Regions from separate parts of the Rattus norvegicus genome. Here region 2 is linked to region 1. A link is a contact called in public Hi-C data. All regions are on one chromosome and are shown on one strand. The core of a region is the stretch at or near the end of the contact, and the rest is flanking DNA. Distances in the headings are between cores, read along the strand shown. Region 1 holds the start of Rmnd5a (required for meiotic nuclear division 5 homolog A). Region 2 holds the start of Chmp3 (charged multivesicular body protein 3).

Region 1 (3,650 bases), core at 187-2,686:
TAATCTTTTCACAAGCAGCCATCAATATGTTTTCTATATATTTATACGGCGTTCCAAAGCGACAGCTGTGTCAGAAGTTGTCAGACTCCTTTACCAGAGAGGAGCAGTCACTCACAACTGAAATGTCTGGGAAATAAAGGTGTAGAGGAAAGAAGAGAGAGGCAGGGCTAGCACTGCCTTAATCTCACCTGCACCATCAGCATTTCTCCCTGACTAGTAAACATCCCTTTAATTTCTGTTCAGCCCTCAAACTGACAAGGGCCCAACCTCTTGAAAGAATCTCTAATATTACAAGTCCTTTACTCTTCAGAAAGGGTCAGCATTGTGGCTCCAAAGTACCAGACCTCTAATGTCATTTTTAAAACACAAAACCCTTTCTCAAAGTTAGCCCAGGCAACTGAAGAAATAACCTAGGCAAAACACTTTCTACGGAAAAACAGTTTTCTGAAAGAATTATTAACAAGTACAAACTGGACCAGGTAAGTCAAGTAACTAACAACTCGACAACTGCTCCATCCGTCTCTACAGAGGCTAAAGCAGGAGCGCTGAATGGTTCAAATCAGCCGGCTTCCTATGAGATTTCAGAAGAGCTGCCTGCTCACCTAAGTCCAGCTCTGAAGTTCCAGCAGCGGCTGATGTGGAAACCCACAGCTAAGAACATTCAACTAAGAACCACCACGGGAAAAAAAGTCTGCGAAGCCGAGAATTAGACAAAGTCCTGCGCAGACCCCCTTTATCACTCGCACACCTGCGGCCCGCAGGACCACGCAAGCCTCCCCGCCCCGAGCCGTGTGCAGCGGACTGCTCCCCCAGGCCACCGCGTTTCCGGGTGGGTCCGCGCGACGAGGAAAAGTCGCCGCGGCCTGGGGACCAGCAGACACAGCGCAGGGCCCCGACCCCCGCGCGCCCACCCTCACCGTGGCTCTGCAGGATCTCGTGCTTGAGGCCGCCGGTGTAGTCGATGAGCTCTTCCAGGCCCCGCTCGCACAGCTGCCCGTAGCCCGAGAACTTGTGCAGCACCTTCTCCAGCTCGCGCTCCACCGTCACGCACTGATCCATGCCGGAGACCGCGGCGCTTGGCTCCCCGGCGCCCAGGGGTCCGCAGTGGTTCGGCCCGGGCCCCACCGAGGCCGCGTCCTGCTCCTCCTCCCCCAAGGCGGCAGGCGGGCAGCGCGGGAGACGAAGGCAAGGCGGGCGCGCTAGCCGCGGCACCCGGAGAGCCCCGCGCAGCCCATGCCCGCCCGCCCCATGGCGCCCCGGCCCCGCCGCTCGCGCTCGCTCGCTCGCCCGCCCTACCCGGCGCCGCGTCTCGCCCCGGGCCCCCTGTCTCGCCGCGTTCGGCCGCCCCCCGGCGGCGCCGCCGATTGTTTTTGTTTTCACGGGAACCGGCCGATGACCTGGTTCTCCCGGGCGGCACCAAGAGCCGCGGCCCGGGAGGGGGTCGAGCCTCCCTCACGAGCGGAGGAGGTGGCGCGGGCCGTACCAAGCGCGGACTCGACGCGGGGTCGGGGTAAGCAGCGGGCCAGCGCGGGCGGAGGAAGAGCCGGCGTTCTGAAGGTGTGGGCAGTACCACGCAGGAGGCCGTGAGGGAGGGGGCGGGGGCGGAGCGAGCGGCGCAATTGGCCCGCGCGGCTGAACAGGGAACTTTAGCGAGAGCGTCAACTAAGCGGCCGGTAAACAAGAGGGTGGAAACCGTCCCCGGATGCTCCGCCCAGAAGCAGGAGACCGACCAATTGACGCAGGGGCTAGGAACGAGACAAATATTCTCCAATCGCTAGCCAAGGCGTAAAATTTCAGCCAATCCGGACTGAGGGGACAAACCAATGCTCTCGCTGTTGGAGGGGGGTGACTTGAAGAGAGGCGCTTAAATCTTCTACTGGGAAGCCGCGAGGGGAAACAGGATAAATCAACAGGGCTGTTTTCTCCAGGACTTCGCCTTGTTTGCAATTTGTGTTATCTCCGCACGGCATTTTGACCAAAGTTTCGGCTGAGAGGCCCGCTTCCGGGAAGAAAGGCTGTCAGTCTGGCTGCCTGGTGGCGGAGGGCCCGGGCGGGGTCGCTCACCGATGGAAGGTGGTAGCTCTTGGAAGGATGGCCCACGCCCAGCTTGGCTAATTCTGGTTCTTTGACGCCCCTCGGCCTGCAAGTGGCCTTTACTGTCGCCCTGTCCACGTGCTGGGCGTCTTGGTGGCGGTCACGAACACGCGTGGGCGAGCTGAGCAACCTGGCCCTTGCTCCTTGCCCTTACCTTGGCAAAGGCAGGGCTTTTGCCCTGGTTTACCATGGGGTTCTGGCCTTGGCCAGTGCCCTCTTGCTCACCAGGCTTCTATCCTACTAGCTTTTCGCCAAGTCTCTGCCTCATAGCCTGGGCCTGGGAGAATCTACCTTCCTGGACCTGAAGTTTCCAGCTTGCTTGCCTGCTCACAGCATTCCTACCTCCATCATGGTTTTATCACCTCTGCCTCCCCGAATTTTCTCCATCAATCCACCGTATCTCTTACAGCACCATTTTTTCCTCTCCCACATCACTTGTCAAAGTCTAAAATAATAATTGGAATTTTGCTTGCACCACTTAAGTAAAACCCCCTTTGTTGTAGCCTGTTTGTTTCTAGAACACTGCCAGCACCCTGGTGGACAGTCTTTGTTTTCCTTTAATTATGGTGGTAACCTTTTTGAAGTTCAATTTCTGTTTTCATAATGTAGCATCAAGTGGGGGAAAATACTTCCGTGGGTGGGTAGATTTAATGGGATGATATATATGGTGGCCTTTAATGATAAAGGATACTGGATATTTGGGAGTTCAGCTGATGGTATTTCAGAGCTCCTTTCTACTCCTCACCATGGCTTTTAGTCCTCTTGGCAGATGGCCCTGATTCCTGCTTCTCAAAAATAAAAACCATTTAGCTCCAGCAATCTTGTCATTCTCCTCAAAAGGTTTTCTAGCTACCATCCATTTTGTGAAAGTGCTCAGCCAACCAAAAGAACAAAAGGCCTTCTTCCTTTGTAAAAACAAGCCCCAGGGTGCCTGGTATCATCTTACTGCTGTCTAGAGTGACCTTGCCTCACTGCACTTTAGTTCTTCCTGTTTGGGGATGGACTGGACCTGACTTAGCAACCTTCACCTGACCCCTCCGAAGCTGCCACACTGCACAGACAAATCTTGTTCCTCCCCTTAGTCCAAGGATCTCCCTGATAATTTCAGTCATACACACACCCCTTTTTTCTCTCTCTCTTTCCCCCTCTCTTTTTTTCTAGAGGTTGTTAGAATAACTACATGATATAATCCATGTAAAGCCTTCAACATAATGTCTGGCACATGTAAGGGCTATTCTTAGCCACCAATCAGAAGTAACAATTCTTTGTTAACTGCAGTTTCAAATCCAGTTAGCTGCAGGATGCCCAGTGTAACCTATCACAGCCCCATCCTACTACCTAGCACTGTTAGTCTCAGTGTGAGCTGAGCACAGCTCATTCAAGCCTACACCCATGCTGTTTACTTTTACCATAAGTTTGCAGATAGTTCTCGCCCAACAACTGGACAAATTCTATTTATTGATAATACCTGAGCCTGCACAGATACTCAAGACACTAATCCCAAGTAGCTACTTAAAATCAATGTGAAATAAAAAAAAAATTCAGTTCCTTAACTG
Region 2 (3,254 bases), core at 717-3,216, 140 kb after region 1:
TTTGCTATAAGTAGAATTAGTTGTTGGAGTAGGAGGAAACGGCTGAATTGGCAACAAATAAACAAATGCCCTAAAAGCAAGCAAAAGTAGACAAATCCTCCACCTGCATGCACTGAGAACAAAATAACAGGGCATCCAACCAGTTCAGAATGAACCAATGGCTCACGGACAAAACACAAGGACGGCCCAGACTTAGGAAGAATTCAACACCCACCTGAAGCGGTAGGGCAGCTAGGCACAGAGGAAAGCTTCGTGTTGCTACCTGGTGCCCATTCGGGTGAAAGTGAAAACTAAAATGGACAGCGCGGACTGCAGCTGGGTCCATAAACATGCCAGTTTAGTTCCTTTGTATTTTAAAAGAAATTAGGACACAAAAATCAGTAAAGGCCAAGGAAGGAGTAAGAGGAATGGATGTGGACAACACATTACATTCATGTATGAAATCTTCATAACAATACATTTTAAAACATGATAAAGAAAGGAGTCTGATTTCCTCTCCACCCAGACAGTGGCCATATTAGAATTTAAAGAAAGCTACGATACAAAAGCCAGAACATATGCAGACTTAACTGTAAGATACACTAACTTGTTCCTTTCCAGAGGAAATATGATGATGGCCCCAGGTTGCCTCTGTTCTGTTAGAGAGTATTTATTTTTATTTATCATTAAGGTTTCGGTGAAGAAAATAGGGTTTTTAAAGTTTTCTCCATTGTACTGGCTAGTTTTATGTGTCAACTTGACAGAAGTTGGAGTTATCACAAAAAAAGGAGCCTCAGTTATGGAAATGCTTCCATGAGATCCAGCTATTAGACATTTTCTCAATTAGTGATCAAGCAGGTAGGGTCCCTTGTGGCGGTACCATCCCTGGGCTGGTAATCTTGGGTTCTATAAGAAAGCAAACTGATCAAGCCAGGAGAAACAAGCCAGTGACATCTCTCCATGGCCTCTGCATCAGCTCCTACTTCTTTTCCTGTGTGAGTTCCAGTCCTGACTTCCTTTGGTGATGAACAGTAATGTGTCTGTATTCGTAAGAAACCCTTTCTTCCCAACTTGCTTCTTGGCCATCTTGGCCATGGTGTGTGTGTGTGTGTGTGTGTGTGTGTGTGTGTGTGTGTGTGTGTGTGTTTTAAATATTTATTTATTTTGTGTATGAGCATTCTGTCGCTGGGCATCAGATCTCATTACAGATGGTTGTGAGCCACCATGTGGTTGCTTGGAATTGAACTCAGGACCTCTGGAAGAGCAGTCAGTGCTCTTAACCGCTGAGCCATCTCTCCAGCCCCATGATGTGTTTTTTTAATGAGAGGCAGTAGAAGTAGCTTCCTCTTCTTCCAGGGACCCAAGTTCCCTTGCACAGTTCCTTGTCAATGAATCCATTTCTTCGATAGGTGCAGAATGGAAGTCTTTTGTGGTATCTTATTTAAAAGTTAGTTTCAGCTGGACTTGTGCAGGTCTGTTTAACCTTAATCTCACAAGTGTAACAGATGTTACAATCTGTTGAATCAATATTTCTTTTATGGCTTTAGCATAAGCTCATTGCTAGAACTTTTGAGACTTCCTAAAGAGGGGAAAGAAGGTGATGGTCAAGTTTTCGAATAGGTGCTAAGAGGAGTACAGATTTGCAGTCTGTGAGATGATTCCTAGCCATAAAGAGAAACCCATCCACAAATATCTGGGAAGTGACTGTAAATATGCGTGACAGCGTTGAGATACATATTTCTGGATTAGGTGACAGATTTTGGGTGTAGGCAATATATATCTTATATTAAGCCGCCCTCATCAAGCGCAACGGTGTCCCCGGCCTGTAGAACCCCACCCAACTTAACTCTGCGCCTGCGCTGCGCGCGTGCGTACTACCCTTGCTGCCGCCGCGCCCTTCTCTGGGCGTCTGATTCCCTTCCTCGCAGCCCCGCCCAGGCGGCTGCCCGTGACCTGCCTGGGCGCAGGGAACGGAAAGTCGGAAGGGATAGGAGGAGTTCAGTTCATCATGGGGCTGTTTGGAAAAACCCAAGAGAAGCCTCCCAAAGAGCTGGTAAGGGCCAGCGACCGGGGAAGCTACGCGCTGGGCAGCGGAGGTGGGAATAGCTAGCTGCGCTCTCCGGCTGGCCCCCATTTCCGGGGCCTTCCACTTGGCCGAGGGGCCGAGGGAAGAGTTTAGGATTGGGCTGTGAGGAAGAGTGCGCATTTGCTGCTCCGCGTCCAACCCGGGTGCGTAGGGCCGGAGTTAGCACCCCGGCCTCGCTCCTAGGCGCTTGAGGCGCCACACAGCCCGGCCCTGAGGAAGCACTCTCCCCTGCGTGCAGTGGTACGGGCCGCCCGGAACCTTTCTCAAGCGCAGGCCCCGCCCCCACGCCGGTCTGCAGACCACCCGGAGGACCTGCCCCGACCGGAAGGTTGTGTGCGTTGAACCGGGTCGGATCCCCAAAAGGTCCAGGCATTTGCTGGGCAGGTCCGTTTCGCATTCACCTCTTAGTGCAGGGAAGCCCGACTTTCTGTTTACTCCAAAAGCTCAGTAGTTCTGTCAGGATCCTACCCATAAGAATGCTACCGAAAATAGTTCTGCCCCTACTCTGAATTCTTAGATCTGCTTGTAAATTGAGTTATTTTAGGAACCAATAATCAGCCGCCTAAGTTTGAGTCCTACTTTCAGAGGTCTCGGCTCTCTGATCTCGAGAAACTTGTCCGAGACTTCTTCTCGCATGTCATGTAAGAAGAGTGCTACTGCAGTAATTGGCCATTAAAAGCCATGCAGCTTGAGCTGTGGTAGGGGTAGTGAAGGTGCGTTCTTTACACTCAGCCTAATTACTGAGTTGCTCCAACAGTACCTACCAACACCCAGCATATTGAACGTGTGGGGTCCCATTCCAGACCCATTGAATCAGATTTTAAATTAGGACTATCCCCAGTGCTTAGTATGTGCCCTGATGTTTGACAAGCATTGTGCAGAAGTCAAACTTGTCCTTCAAGTACTTTAGTTTGATTACGGAAGTGTAGCTGTCAAGCCAGCCTCATTAACTCTGCCATTTTCTAGTGCATGTTTTATTTTTTTAGATGGGTACTCTACCAGAGGAGAAATTGACATCACCTCCTTAGCATTCACATTTATTATTATTTAAAATAATGGAAATGTTAAACAAGTAATGTACATACCAGGCATAAATTTAAATAGTCATGAGATTGTTTTCTTTAGACTCTATCTCAACTTACGGATGACAAAGCTAAATCCATATCTTCAAGAAGAGTATACAAATACC

Evidence for each region. A called contact is a pair of places that touch in the nucleus more often than the background predicts.
Region 2: a Hi-C map of liver shows a contact between it and region 1, with 2.7 times the contacts expected there. The contact joins the promoter of Chmp3 here to the promoter of Rmnd5a in region 1. A contact is called at or near these places in 1 of 12 Hi-C or Micro-C datasets (liver) and 1 of 1 datasets of contacts at active chromatin or transcription factors (oligodendrocytes).

Annotation. Positions count from the first base shown.
Region 1 is chr4:104,989,652-104,993,301 of GRCr8, forward strand. Rmnd5a (required for meiotic nuclear division 5 homolog A) reads right to left here and starts at 1,437. Exons shown (of 10, transcript NM_001427218.1): 1 at 918-1,437. The coding sequence starts at 1,059.
Region 2 is chr4:105,132,894-105,136,147 of GRCr8, forward strand. Chmp3 (charged multivesicular body protein 3) reads left to right here and starts at 1,967. Exons shown (of 6, transcript NM_172331.1): 1 at 1,967-2,032. The coding sequence starts at 1,988.